Linked DNA regions of Bombyx mori: region 2 is linked to region 1. Evidence: chromatin contacts called from public Hi-C data. All regions are on one chromosome and are shown on one strand. Each heading gives the region's core, a stretch centred on a gene start, on an enhancer-like site or on the middle of the called end of the contact. The rest is flanking DNA. Distances are from core to core; before and after follow the strand shown. Region 1 holds the start of LOC693109 (ras-related protein 2). Region 2 holds the start of LOC134198918 (a long non-coding RNA gene).

What was found. A called contact is a pair of places that touch in the nucleus more often than the background predicts.
Region 2: a contact with region 1 is called in a Hi-C map of whole pupa, with 2.8 times the contacts expected there. The contact joins the enhancer-like site here to the promoter of LOC693109 in region 1. A contact is called at or near these places in 3 of 7 Hi-C or Micro-C datasets (midgut, an unstated tissue and whole pupa).

What each region holds. Positions count from the first base shown.
Region 1 is chr5:8,960,630-8,968,083 of ASM3026992v2, forward strand. LOC693109 (ras-related protein 2) reads left to right here and starts at 4,715. Exons shown (of 1, transcript NM_001046862.1): 1 at 4,715-6,258. The coding sequence starts at 5,008. The coding sequence ends at 5,550. LOC101738538 (phospholipid scramblase 1) reads right to left here and starts at 2,629. Exons shown (of 5, transcript XM_004930164.5): 1 at 2,464-2,629; 2 at 310-622. The coding sequence starts at 613.
Region 2 is chr5:9,006,925-9,014,378 of ASM3026992v2, forward strand. It overlaps LOC134198918 (a long non-coding RNA gene), which reads left to right and starts at 284. Exons shown (of 3, transcript XR_009973203.1): 1 at 284-1,077; 2 at 2,113-2,273; 3 at 5,147-5,400. Within about 2 kb of position 3,622, at least 2 of the 8 cell types and tissues checked have open chromatin away from gene starts, as enhancers often do.

The sequences.
Region 1 (7,454 bases), core at 3,465-5,964:
CACTAGACATATCAATATCAGAAAACAAACAAGTAATATTGTGCAGTGATGTTTATTGACCCTAATTTAAGTACATGCATGTGATGCAACTTTAAATATATTACTACTAATGTGGAGAGAAGCTTTTCTAGAGCTATCAGAAAATAACAAGCTGTATTTGTAGCTTATCTGGGACTCCTTTTAATTGCATTAATAAAAAAACATGCTGAAGATATGGTTATGTGCTGTCTGGCTACTACTACTGCTACTTTTATTCTGTAGTTAATTATATTTTTAGCTTAACCCTATAAAATAAACTTTCATACACACCTGGAGCTTGTGGACCTGGTTGTTGCATCACTGGTACCGGATATCCACTAGGCTGAGGATATCCAGGAGCAAATCCTGGTTGATAGCCAGGTTGAAATCCTGGCTGGAACCCATGCTGCATGCCCGGAAGGGGTTGTGCCCCAGGATGTAGGCCGGGGTGTGGCATAGGAGTGGGTGGTGGGCCAGGATAGCCGCTTTGAGGATGCATGGGGTAACTTTCATTTGGCTTTTCTCCTTCTGGTGGAGGTACATATCCATGACTTGCAGGGAAATTTGGTGAGTATGGTGTTGGTTTATGTGACATTGTTAACTCCTGTAACAAAGATAAATGATTTTTAGCTAATACATAATATGATAGACAAATATATTTTCTTTAATTTAGAAAATTATAGACAGTTAAAACTACTAAGTAATCTCATTTAATATTTATTAATGTCTTTTGATTATTTCTGAAACTTCAAATATTTCTTAGTGATGTTTAGTAGTTTATTGTTTACTAGCTGACCCGGCAAACGTTGTTTTGCCATATATAAGATTTCTAGGGAATTTCTAGTGTAGAAAAAAAAACCTCAGCCTGTGTCCGTGCCTAGGATCCTATCTTTATATTAACCAAGTCTTATAAAAATCCGTTCAGACGTTAAGGCGTGAATGAGGTAAACTTTTAAACCAAACTATTAAAAATCACTAACTTAATTAGTTTTCTGCCTACTGCCTACGCCTTAAGTACGATAGCATGAATATTAATAGCCCATATCCTTTTCTAGGTTACTATCTATCACCTAACTAAATTTCATCAAAATCCGTTCAGCCGTTTAGGCATGATAGAGCAAAACTCCCACCAAAAACCATAAAAAAATCACTAACTCAATTCAGTTTTCTGCCTACTTCCTACCCCCTAAGTACTATGACGTGATCATTTTGATCTTATATCCGTTTTTAGGTAACCATCTATTACCTTACTAAATTTCATCAAGATCTGTTCAGCCTTTTATACGTGAAAGAGCAAAAGTCCCAACAAAAACGACTAAAAATCACTAACTCAATTTAGTTATCTGCCTACTGCCTACCCCCTAAGAACGATGGCGTGATTATTTATAGCCTATGACCATTTCTAGGTTATCATCTATCACCATACCAAATTTCATCAAAATCCGTTCAGCCGTTTAGGCGTGAAAGAGGAACAGACAGACAGACAGACAGACAGAGTTACTTTCGCATTTATAATATTAGTATGGATTTGTGATGAATGACAATATAATAATATTAACTAGATAGTTCTGTAATTTTCATTAATGTTAGATTTATAATTCAGAAAGAATCAAACATGTTGCATTTTTCTTACAGAAACCAACACAATCAACTATTTATCACCAAAATTGCAATAGCCGTACATTACATAACAGTAACATTGCCCAGATCATATCATTTATCATGACAAAAGTATACTAGCGTATGACATCTGCCCATAACTATCTTCATAAGGAATTTCATGCCATCCTTTCAGCAGTTTTTTAGTCATTATGTTATAAACATACAAAATTTCTAATTTATAACATTAGTCAGTAAATCAGTGTTAGTGGTTGTTATTTTAGTCTCTTATTTTGCTTATGACCGTGTTTGTTCCACTGTCAGTGGACAGTGATCAAAATCCTAATAGGTGCGGATAAGTGTATGTATATGTTTAGTGAATAGTTCTTTTAAAAAAAATCACATTTACTTTTCTGAGCCACACATTCGATTCATTTCGTTGCAGGCATATTTATATTTATTAAAATTACATGATTTATTTTAGGCATCTTCACTACTTGTAGCTCACAAACAGTAGGTTGAATACTATACATTCATATAATCTATTTTATATGAATTTTCACATTTACTTTACTAAGCGACACACTCGATACATTTGGTGGTAGGAATATTTAACTTTTTATTTATATTTATTAAAATTTTATGATTTATTACTTTTCACAATATTCGCTCACAGACAGTAGATTGAATACCATAGAAGAGTTTAAGGTATGAGGCGCTATGTATTTTATAATTTTTTTACGGATTTTTGCCATTGATACTTCGACTGGAAATTTAAAAAGAATTGATGATAATAATTTCAGTTGCAGGAGAAGATGGAAAGAACTGTTAACCACTGAAACTTACCGTTTCGTAACCTTTTTCGTATATTAATTGTCTCTAGAATCAACAATAGAATTAAAGCCTACGTTGGCTTAATTTACTAAATTCCGTGTTTTGGTCACTTTTAGCGAATATTAGTAAAGTGTGCCTGTCGAATATATTAAGTGTATAATCTATGGTGCCTATTGCCTACCTATTCTTTATAGTAGGTACTAGGTAGGTATGGGTTAATATTAAGTAATTGTCTATGGTATGGGGAATACTATGGTAATATTATCCCACCAAATTGAACACACTTTTTGGCGGTAACCCGAGGAGTGAAGTTGTGTTATTTGTTTTATTTTGTCTAGTCAGTGTTTCATCAGATTTAAATGTGTAATAACGGTGGCTTATTAATTGTTTAGTATCTGTGAAAGTGCACAAATGTGGGAAAATGAAACAAAGCCACTGAACGTAACTTCTCGGGATCTTCCAAAAAGTCCACTGAAAAAGTTTCAGTAAATGACCACCATTTTAATGAGATTACTCCACTTTACTAAGACTTGACCTAAAGGTCTTAGTTACCAGGTCATAAAATCCATTAAAAAAACCAAATTGAACAGAACTAGTACCCACATAATACGTATTATACGTATTACTAAAAACTAGTTAGTTTTTATCTACGCATAGCAATAGGCATTGCAAGTATATGATACATATTTTACTACTTTAATATAATAGATGGGTAGACGCGTTCACAGCACATGCGCTTTTTGAGGTTATGTGAATGCTTAGACGTTCCAAATTGACTTAAATAAAGTCTATTAGCCACAGCGGCTGTACTACTCTTCAAACACGGTGGCATACATATGCAACATTTATTATGCATAGAATTTAAATTCTTCCTTACTTTTCATTTTACCCTGGAATAGCAATCTCAAAAACGGTCTTTGACAGTATAAAGACAATAAATTATCTACAAAACTTAACTGCTCTTCCAGAGGACAGAAGTAATTTGAAAAAACTTCTTGTTCAGTATGGCAATCAGCTTTAGGCCGTGTTGAGTTTAACATTTTTCATTACTCATTCAATCTTCGTAGTCTCTGTACAAGTGCCGGATTTTATTGTCTCTTGCTGTGTAGAAAATGTGCATTGAAATATAAATTCATATGCTTTCTTTGGAATACCTGAATCCCATCATTTAGCTTAATTTCGTGTAGTCCGTGCTGGTGTAGTAACCTGGGTATATAACTGGGAAATAGCGAGAATATTAGTACCATAATCTGGTATTACTGACTGACTGACTGATATTAGGTAGGAGCTCACAGTGGAAATGAATATGTTTAATATCTATATTAAAGGGTCACTCACTGTTGGGAATATTTTCTTTGGTTCGCAAGTCAACATTTAAATAGAATTTAAAGGTATAAAACATGATTTAACGGGTATTAGTTATACTGCGTTTGTAATAACAGGTTCCGATTTTGATCGAATTAAAACCAGGTTAATCTATACAGACAAGTTCTAAGGGCATCATTAACAATGTATCATTTAATACTCCGATTTACAAAAGTTTCAATTGAATTGAAGTTTATTTAAGCTTCAATTCAAGAATTATTCAATTTTCTATTATTTCAATGACGATGTTATTTATTTTTTCTTAACTTGATCACTTTCAACAGTATAGCCAACATGATGATATTAGAATATCCGTTTAAGTGTTGCTAGCTATTATATTTTACTGCGCAATAAGGAATTTTGGTAATTTTGTATAACTAATTTCCTTTAGCTTGCTTATACTTTTATATTTCTTTTAATCCCATAGACATCAAGATAATATGATAGATCGATCCTAAGATAATATGTTATACATTCAGTGCTCAACTCTAACTAGAATTATAGTGGATGTTTACCAAAACAATATTCACACAAATAATCTTTAGTTCATATTTAGTGACTTTAAAGCTATCAAGTATATTTGTTTTGTTTTGTGAATATTTCTTCTTTTGAACTCTTTTTGTATCACATTCTAAGAGCAAATCGTCTATGGGGCTACTAGAATTTTAGCATAGTGACGCGAAAAGTGTCATTTATAATGAAATAATAAGAAGTTTTTTAGTTATTTCAAAAGTAATGCACATAATAATTCAACATACATAATCAGTGTAACAATTGAACAGTGATAAAAAAAATTCTGGAAAAATGTGAAAAGCTTGGTTTTTATGGGTGGCAATATTATTATTCGTTAGGGAAATTATCCATTCACCAATCAAACCATTGCAACTAGGTGCATTGACCAACCTGCTGCTCGTGTGGAACCAAGCTGGTGTTGATCACGTCAGTTGAATGGAAGTTATGTTCCGCGTTTGTCTTTAAAGTTATTAGTGCTATGCAGTTGGAGTTATTTTAATTTACATGGAACTAAAATGGCGTCGGTGTTTATCAATTAACTTTAGTAAATGTAACTCAGTGATCGCATCCGAGTGAGTCATAAACCAACATAGCAATGACATTTTATAGCGCACAGTGTGAATACGTTTCTATAACATTGTGTGGAAGACTCGCAATTGTGATTTACGGAGCACAATAATGCGCGAATTTAAAGTGGTCGTGTTGGGTTCGGGTGGGGTCGGAAAGAGTGCGTTGACTGTGCAATTTGTATCAGGATGTTTTATGGAAAAATATGATCCGACGATAGAGGATTTCTACAGAAAAGAAATCGAAGTGGACAATTCTCCTTGTGTTTTAGAAATTTTGGACACCGCTGGCACGGAGCAGTTTGCTTCGATGCGAGATCTGTATATAAAAAATGGTCAAGGCTTTGTAGTAGTATATTCATTAACAAACCACCAAACGTTTCAAGACATCAAACCAATGAAGGAATTGATTACTCGTGTCAAAGGATCAGAACGTGTACCAATTCTACTTGTGGGAAATAAGGCTGACTTGGAACATCAACGTGAGGTGGCGCATGCGGAGGGCGCTGCGCTCGCGCAGATGTGGGGCTGTCCCTTCGTCGAAGCTTCAGCAAAGAGTCGCACCAACGTGAACGAGATGTTTGCAGAAATTGTGCGTGAAATGAACGTTAGTCCAGAAAAAGAAAAACCTTATTGTTGTTGTACAGTGCTTTAATATTTAGTGTGTAATGTGGCATTTATTTCTCGTAAGACTGCAAGAGCGAGGCGGGAGTTGGTCCGCTTCCGCTCGATAGCCGGTTGCCTCCAGTGGAGAGCTAGGCGGCGGCGCGCCGGCAACGACCGCTGGCCCTCCGGCGGTCGCGATGCGCGTCATATCACGTTGTTAATATCTTTGATACATACCATTGTCCAATCAAGGTGCTTTATCTTATATTTTCATACTTTAGTACTGGTAGATACTCCCGCAGATGATTATGATTAATATAAGAAACAAAATGAACAAAATTTGAGAAGCATAATATAAGAACCTAACTTTTGTTCAACATAATAGGAATGTGAGCAAAAGCATTCCATTACAGCAAATTGAACATTAACATGTAAACTAATGTTAGTATTTTTTGTAAATAATTTCATGAGATTATAAATATTGAAGGGCAAGGATGATTTAGAGAATTAAAAAGCCATCCAATATGCAATAATTTTGTATGATTGTGTAGAGTGGATCTTGGTGAGTAAGAGTTTACACCTAAGTCATGTTACAGAATGTGTTTTATTGTGTAAATTATGTTTGTATGAAAAACAAGTAATCAAGGAAATACAGTAAGAATTGTCAGTTGCGTGATTGTGTTTTAAAAGTCTACCAGGATTTGTGATAATACATATATAACAAAGTATCTATAATAAAAGTTTTAAGTGGGAGAGTAACAAGTGAAGTTTTATTCGAAAGTAACTCAGGCGAATGATAAGGTTATTAAAATATATCTCACAGCATGACAAATATGTTTATAAGTCCATCCAAAAATCAATGTCTCCGTGTCACCGATTCAATTGAATACTGAGCTGAAATTGTTGCATTGTCTTTAAGAGCTTCTTATGAACTTTAGAAAGTAGCATAAAAACTTGGTGGTAAAAAATAAAAAAAAATTATGAATTGTGTATGGAAAATCATAACAATGCAAATTAACATTGAATTAAATGTTTTACGTTATTGCCACTGAATTGTATATGGTGACCTTGGGTGGTTTTCAATTAGCATAAATATTTTGATTTCAACAAATAATTTACTGATAGATTTGAAAGAATGAGAATGAATAGTAAAATTAATATATAAACCAAAGCACTGATGTTTAATAATACCGCATTTACACCTAATATTAATTGAGGCAGTACTAACTTTATATTTACATAGTTGAAAACAAATTTTATTTTATTGTTTTAGAGGTGAGTACATAAATATCTTAATATTTTGGTTGGTTAATAATGGGTTAGATTTCAAGGACTAACATTTTATAAGGAACTGTAAATATAATGATAGGAAAAGTAAAATTTTTAACACGCTTTAGTACATACCTCTCTATTTAAAACCCTAAGATCATAAGTAGGCCCACAAAATATAGAGTTGTATAAAAAGGACATTTGCAAGATTGTTAGCTCATTTGTGCTCTCTGCATCACGTATTTGATTGTATTAAAACTTTGTAATTTGTTGATGGGACTTCTGGGATAGTTTATTGTATATTACTATTGAAATATGATAGGTGGTCAGTGCATTACAATTAATTACAATGAATGTTTTTTTATAAATTCAGTCAGAGCAAAGTATGGTCGGCATAAATTAGATCAAAAAAAATGAATTGTGCCAAAATATTGAAAGTTTAACCCTGTGTGAAAAATATGGTGTAATTTAAAATCAAAATTATCATTTGCCTACACACTTCTGAAAAATAAACCTAAATACTTATGTATGTTAATAACATAACTAACTACATGGTAATGTAAAATGTATAATCAAACTCATATGTCTTTTAAGCTTGATCAGATTTATTTTAGTACTTACTGTTTGAAACCATTGTTGAAGTTTGCATGAATTATATGAAACTATGAGTTGCTGGCTTGTTCC
Region 2 (7,454 bases), core at 2,372-4,871, 45 kb after region 1:
ATAGGTCGCGGTACGGACTGAGTGGTACGGTCCGTGTTTACGTTTCTTGATGTATGTTGACGTGGATCATTGGATTTAATGTTATATATAATACAATATTGCTTCTACCGACGCGGACGTCGCCGCGACTATATTGATTTAAAAATCAATTAAAAACTGAATGATAAATATATGGTTGACTATTGTACATAGCGTTTGGCAATTGATTGAAATTAGCGTTTAGCAAGTATCATTAAATTTATAAATACCTACTGAAGTATTTATAATTAGTATTATAATTTTCTTAATCAATATAGAGAAATTAATGTTTGAATGTTAATAATGTATCTTACTTTAGTAAAAAAATACTTAGCGTCATGTTTTAGTATTAAAATGATTTTTCCGGTCTTTGATGGTCTATTCAGTAACATTGCATAATTTTTCATGAAGCTAAATTATAAGAGGATACTTTCAAAATCGCCGTAGTTCACAGCTCCACTATATTCACGGGTAATTATTGGAAATCCGCTGACGTTCACGGCTGCATTTCACAATGATTCAACGAAATTTAATTTGTGTGCTCAAGCTCCCCTTTCTAAAAGCCTTCCAATGCAAAATGACAGCTGATACAAAGGACCATCTACTATGAAGCTAGTGCCGTGGTTTGATAACAGAGTACCTATACCTATCGGTCTACGTAGCGTTTCGGAAAATAGAGTAAACAGGTCCACGTTAGTGTGTTTTGGTATGTTTATAAATGTTTTATTTAGACTAGGCGTAATTGATGTGCACCTAAAAAAATTATTCAAATATGCTAAATTAGTTAACGACCTATTTTTCGTACCAGATGATCGTCCTAAATACACAGTAGGACACACGGTTAGTGACGATATTGTGAGAACTTCATGCGTTCAATTGATTCGAATTAGTCAGTATGTTGTTACACATATTACGAACTATAGTGAGAGATACGAGTTGAACAGACTAGGGAAAAAAATAACTAGTTTTAGACTGATGGGACTCCCTATTTAAACTACTAAAATATATGGTGCTATTTAAAGCCGATTGCCATACTAAGTAATACCGGTTACCGATAATGTGAGTATAAATTAATATCGCCTTGAATATTAAATAGGAACGTGGTGTGCTTCACGGATGGTATATACTAAATTTAATCCTGTTCGTCCTTATTTGGCGCGGTCGGTTATGCGGTCCCTTAATTTATTCTTCTTGGAAAGTTTCTTTTGGCTTCGGAGTGTCAGCAAAGAAAGTTTATCTTGGTGATGTATCTGATCGGAAATAGAAGACGTTTCCTTGCAACTTTAATGACGTTTAAGAAAGTAAAAAAAATAATGTTAATAAATTAATAAATTGAAAAAAGTCGACCTTGTTTACTCTTGCCTCAAAACGAAATATTAGGGATTAAAGTATGAAATTGCCGATTTGTACTGAAAAATTGATTTTGGTTTTTTATCATTTAACATATTATTTATTTAATCAAAATGTCTACTTGATGTTGCGAGCTGTTTCTGCAGTGCTAGTTCTGCGTCGAGACTCGTATTCAAAAATCATTCGAATTTTCGAAGTATCCATTTTTCTTGTCTAAGCTGAATAAAAAAAAACAACTGAAAGGCGACAATCGAATGTTGCACATTTTTTAAAAGAAGAACCTCATAGGTAGGTACCATTTGAAAAAGTTTCACTCAAAAATCTCAAATCATGAAGGTTCTATGTCAATTCGTAGTACCTATTAAAATAAAACGGCAATTTCATACTTTAACCCCTATTATTATTCTTGTAAATGTATTAATCTGTAATTGTCATTGTATACAAGTTTATTTCATCTCTCAGATTAATGATGGCTATCAATTTCCTAGGGGTTATTAATTAATTAATGGTAGAGGTCGACCAGAGAGTCACCATAACCTTAATTAAGAATAGTCAGATCACTGGATAGCTAGGTCATTTATTAGCCATTGAAACGGACGTAGGGATTTTTTCGTCACAGTTCCGTTCCACGGTTTTATCTATGCTTTTTAATTAGTCTACTTATTTCTGAGTAATTGTAAATTAGGCTAATTATGATTTAATCGTTATTAGCTAAATTTGCGTTGGTAAATATGAGGATTGCAGGTTGAAGGCGATGTGAAAACTGCTTATTCGGTTGCTTCGCTTCACATTGTTTGGTGACGCAACCACCCGTGTCCATGACATCTCTCAACAGTTCGGCCCCACTGACGTTTGTGATGTTAGCTGGCCGCTATAATTTGACGAGAATATCTTGTGATGAATGTGTGAGTAAGAGCTACGTTATTCAATAATATAATTCAAGTATATAATTCAAGTATATAATTTAGAATCGAACACGGATGAACAGTGATAAGTGGTTGGGCTGATGAATTACAAATATTTGACTTATGACGCCGACCACGCCGAGATGATGATACATCACTGGCTTGACTTAATCATACTGTGTAGAGTGGTGAGTGGATGAGATTCTGAAATAAATTCAACAACGATAATACATTATGCTTATATACAAAATGTATTAAACTTTATGGGTAATAATATTGTTACATAGTAACTAAGAAGGACACATGTAGTTAACAGGAAGGATAATTTAACAAGAAATTAATAATTTTAATCGACATTCATTTTATAATAAATGTATGCTTCTTAGATCATGAGGCATCTGAAGTTAGAAGCAGCAAATCATTTTGTTCTGATTATTATGACAAACAATTGAGAAATACCCAAAACTCACGGAAAGTCTGATTCAAAATTCAACATAAAATCCCAAATTCGCAAATGCTAATGCTGATATTGGTATTTCCACTAATAATATTATAAGTTAATGATCAAATTATATTATTATTAGGTAAATAGCCGTCAGTTGAGTTTTAAATAGTGCTAATTAATTAGCAAATATAACTAAACACGACAGATTTTGGCCAAATGAATGAATTATAACCATATGTTAAAACAACTTCCACGTCACCCATCTTAAGTTGATGGTGCTCTTGCCAACAATAACTGAACAGTTCCAAGTCAATCGGATAAAAACGACGACGAACACGAATAAACAAACAAACCTATAAATTAGTATCCATTTATATTATAATATAAAATAAATTAACCTTATAGTGGATGAATGTCTACAACACCCTTTAATTTAGTATAGTTACTGGTGCAGGTAAGAACCCGTTTTGGTTTATATTCAATATCAATCAACCGTATACGAAGCAGGAAGCGTCATTAGCTGATACAGAAAAAAATGAAGCATAGGTATTTGTGTGTATCGATTGTTCATGGTCTCGTGATAACTATAATAACCGATGTACATAGGTTCCGACAAGCTATTATGGAAGCTGAGATAGTACTAAAATTTATTCATGGAATTAAAAGTTTTGCTGTTAGAAAATCTTCATTCCTGTCAATGTAGTCTAATTGATGTTATTTACCGGCTAATAAAGTTAAATGGTTTTCTACGTCAGCAAATGTTAACTGACCAATTAGAGGTATATCGGTAGTATAAATAATATTGGCCTTAGATAAATTTTTGTGTGTTTATTTAGACATCGGTAGCGTGACCGTTTGAACAGTCTTATCGGAGACTAGCCCAACAATCGGGCGAGGCAATTGACCTTAATATCAGACGACATCGTATGTACTCTCAACGTTTAACATTAGACTAGAGTAGCTTAAACTGTTCTTAAAAGTTTTGGAACCGCTCCGCTTATTAATTGGGATCGTACTCATATATAATAGCAGAGTGTATGTTTAAAGAAGGCTGTAAAAATATATATATAATTTCCTGTATTTGAATTAGATCATTGTGATTGATACCGTTCACAGGGTATTTTTATTCAAAATCATCGGGTTTTACTGTCGGCTACATTTTGTTTTGGTTTTTAATACAAATCAGATTGTTGGTGCATATTTATTTTTATTATAAAATTGTATTTTTCTTCATTTTTTAATAATGCGCCAATGTAATAGGTTTGGTATATTTTTGACTGATCACTCTGAATATTATTTATATTAGTACACCGTATGCTGTGGTACACTGCTGTATCTTTTTCAGAATTTCTCTAGTTAAAAACGGTTGTCTTTATCGATAACACCGCCTATTGTTTTTGACTGTTTATGTTTGTTTTTTGTTTTGTTGTGAAATAAATTTTTCTTTCCCTTTCTGAAAAAATCTTTATCTTTCTTTCTGGGAGTCGAAATTTCTTTAAAATTTTGGAAAACAAATTTAAGTGGAAACTGTCAAGAAGTACCCAGACATATACCCAGTATATGGCTATTTATTTCTTTATTGCGTTGGTGTGTGAACGAGTTCAGGGTCTACCTTGTGTCAAATGGCTACCAGAGGTATTAGACATTACGAATTGAATGCTGTTACCCTTAAGGCTTCAAGGCTTCCCTGCTTAGGGCTTTAATCTGGTGGAAGTCTCATGAATTGTATAACGACTGTGCTATCCTTCAAAACGAAACGCATTTCTGCTTCACATCAGAAATGGGTAAGTTAGTGGTACTCCCGCAGCGGCAACAATACTTCCTACCACCAGTAAATGCTAGTTGGAGGTCGCAGTACGCTGGTATAATACTCATAGAGTGCTACTGCCCATTTTCCATTGAAACCCAATTAAATTTTCTTTCATCATTTATCAAATCTGACACATTTATTTAGTAGTATGTATGCATCACGATCTGACTCATGACTTTGCCTTTAGATTGTGACTAAAATGTTAGACTACAAGTTCGGCTCACAGAAATGAAAACCTAGTCATAGCTGGGTTTTCATTTTTATTTACAGCATAATAGTATTTGAGCGTATGCAAATTCGTTTCTGTTAATCTATACTAATATGTATATAAATCTACAGTGGTTGTTACGGATGTTCCATTATAACTACTGAACCATGCATCCGACTGACTTGAAACTTGGTATCCATGTAGAAAATACTTTATAAATTACTATTTAAATATTTATATGAGTGTTGGACACCCTAATAATAATGATGACAATAAATAATAATGTTAATTTTAAATGCCCAGTGAAGCGGTCGAGTACGGCTTGTGTACCTATAAGAACTTCTTCGAAATCTCCGAGGCTTGATTAAAAAAAGGTTGTTTTCTATTTATATTACATGTTGACCGAGCAGTGAGAGTGGACGGAGATGGGTCGTCGCGTCCTCGGAGGCGGAAGTCGACCGGCGCGTGTTTATCAGCACAGCGGGCGGTGCGGCGCGCCACTGCCGTATCACAGGAAGCTGTGGCCAGCACCGCTGTACAGTTTTTATTGCTATTTGTACAAAACACAAGTTTTAAAACGATGTTATCTTACGTTCGCTTCGCACCAATAATGATTTCGTTGCGAAAATTTGTAGTAATCAAAATAAACGTTTGTTGTCACGTCGCGATGTCGCTTCACTGAACCCGATGAGTTTGGTAAGCCGATTACGAAGCTTGTAACAGTTTAGACGGTTGCACTCAATAGGTTTGCATGGTAATTATAAGGAACATCAGCACTTCGTAAAAATTAACAGTAATTTATGAAGAAAACGAACATTTACACTTCTTCTAGGCTACAGGACCCACATGAAATCTCTTCGACTGTTAGTCTAATGAAAAGCAGAGTTCGACTATATCGAGTTACTACTTCTGCTTTTTTGTACTAAATTAAAGAAGTCACGGTCCACGGACCACATATTGCTTAGACGTTTATAGATCACATAGATATTAGAAACGTTTTCCACCCTCATTGTATTGTACGGCTACTGGGCCCAGGACAGCGGTACTTATTCGTGCTGGCTCACATCGCGCCCTACAACCATGGCTACCCTACTACCTTCTTCAATGTCTTTCGTTGGGTTTACTTCCCTAAGCTTATTTTGTTGTCTAACTCTCCTACTAATTCCTAAATTGAGAGTTGGTAGGTACTTTTTTGCCCTGCCAGGCAGACGAGTATGTTGTCCTTCCGATTCTGAGTGGTTATCGTCGCTCATGAACGCTAGATACAGTAGGCAACGGCATAGCCAAGACGCTAGCTACCTCTTAGTACTCTCCTCAATCTTCGTTTGAAGAAAGACATGTTATAGCATTCATTCAGTAAACACCCTAGAGGGGAGTTTAGGCCAAAGTCGGATGGTACGTGTAAAAAAGATATCTAGAAACGGACCGTGTTTTGAGTCAACATGGGCTGTTACTAGTAGGTACACTGCAAATTTCAGCCGGGTATTCTGTTTAATAAGGGTCGGATAACCATGAATGCCATATTAATAAATCAGACTAATGCCTCAAACTAGACCACTGAATTAACGTTGTAGAGTTCATACAGATTAACAAATATCAGAAACAACAGATGAATCGTGAGCCCGCCTAATAGTAAAGAGAATCCGAAATTACAAAGTTGAAATATCTGGGCACTCTATAAACATTACGCTATCAAAGTTACTTGAAAAAAGTAAACAATCCCATCGTCAACCAGTTCAGAGTTGCGTAACATTTTTTTTAAGTTGCGTGCCGTTATTTCCGTGCCAGCAAGCAAGGCGAAACGAAATCATCAAACGCTAACGAGGGTCAGAAGTTGCGGCTTTACCGTATAGGTTCTATATTATGATTTATAATGATTTTCAAGTGTGCGGTCTCCGCTTATCGGTCTCGACCGCAGGTTCTTTACCCCTGTTTACGTACTCGGAGCGTGTCTCGTTAGCTATCCTCGTTTATAGCCAGTACGCGATTCTCATTTCGAAACCGGGAAAAAATCTCAGCTCCCGAACCCCGACTTAAGTTCCGTAAAAACGTTTAGTCGCTCTATGTCGACCGACAAACTCAGTTCGACTTATAAAACATATAAATCGATAGATTTTATTGTTTTTTAAGAAAATTAAAATGAATATCGAGTTTTCGTGTCGAAGTTTGATACACGATTCACAAAAGTCATTTAATAACAGTCATTATACTCGTAGGATCTGACAATTAAGGTTACTACACATCGATATCTATTTACTTCAATTGTGTAACAACAGAAGGAAAACATTCAAAGCGTTTATTATATCGACGTTTTGTATTTATATTGTGATTGATAAATGTATATTGCTGTCGATTAGTACTGTATTCTGCAAATGATTTACTACAATAATAACATTCGCACATGCTCTTATCATTGTTTTGATTGAAGCTTCCATGGCAAGCGCGATAAATTAAATTAAATGTGTATCAATAAATGTACATATTTTTTAACCAAATTATTACATTGTTAGTTTCAGAAATTTGTATGTAGCAGTTTAGTGTACCAGCGTTTTATTTCAATAACATTATATCAGAAAGTAAAACGGCTTTTCCGTGGAACATACTAGAAACACTAAGACGTCAAATACGGTCATTTAATAATTATAAAATTCAGTGTAGCGGCCTCTTTCCTCTGACTGAATCACCGACAGTAATTTAAAGAAATCTTGCGTCTTTTCA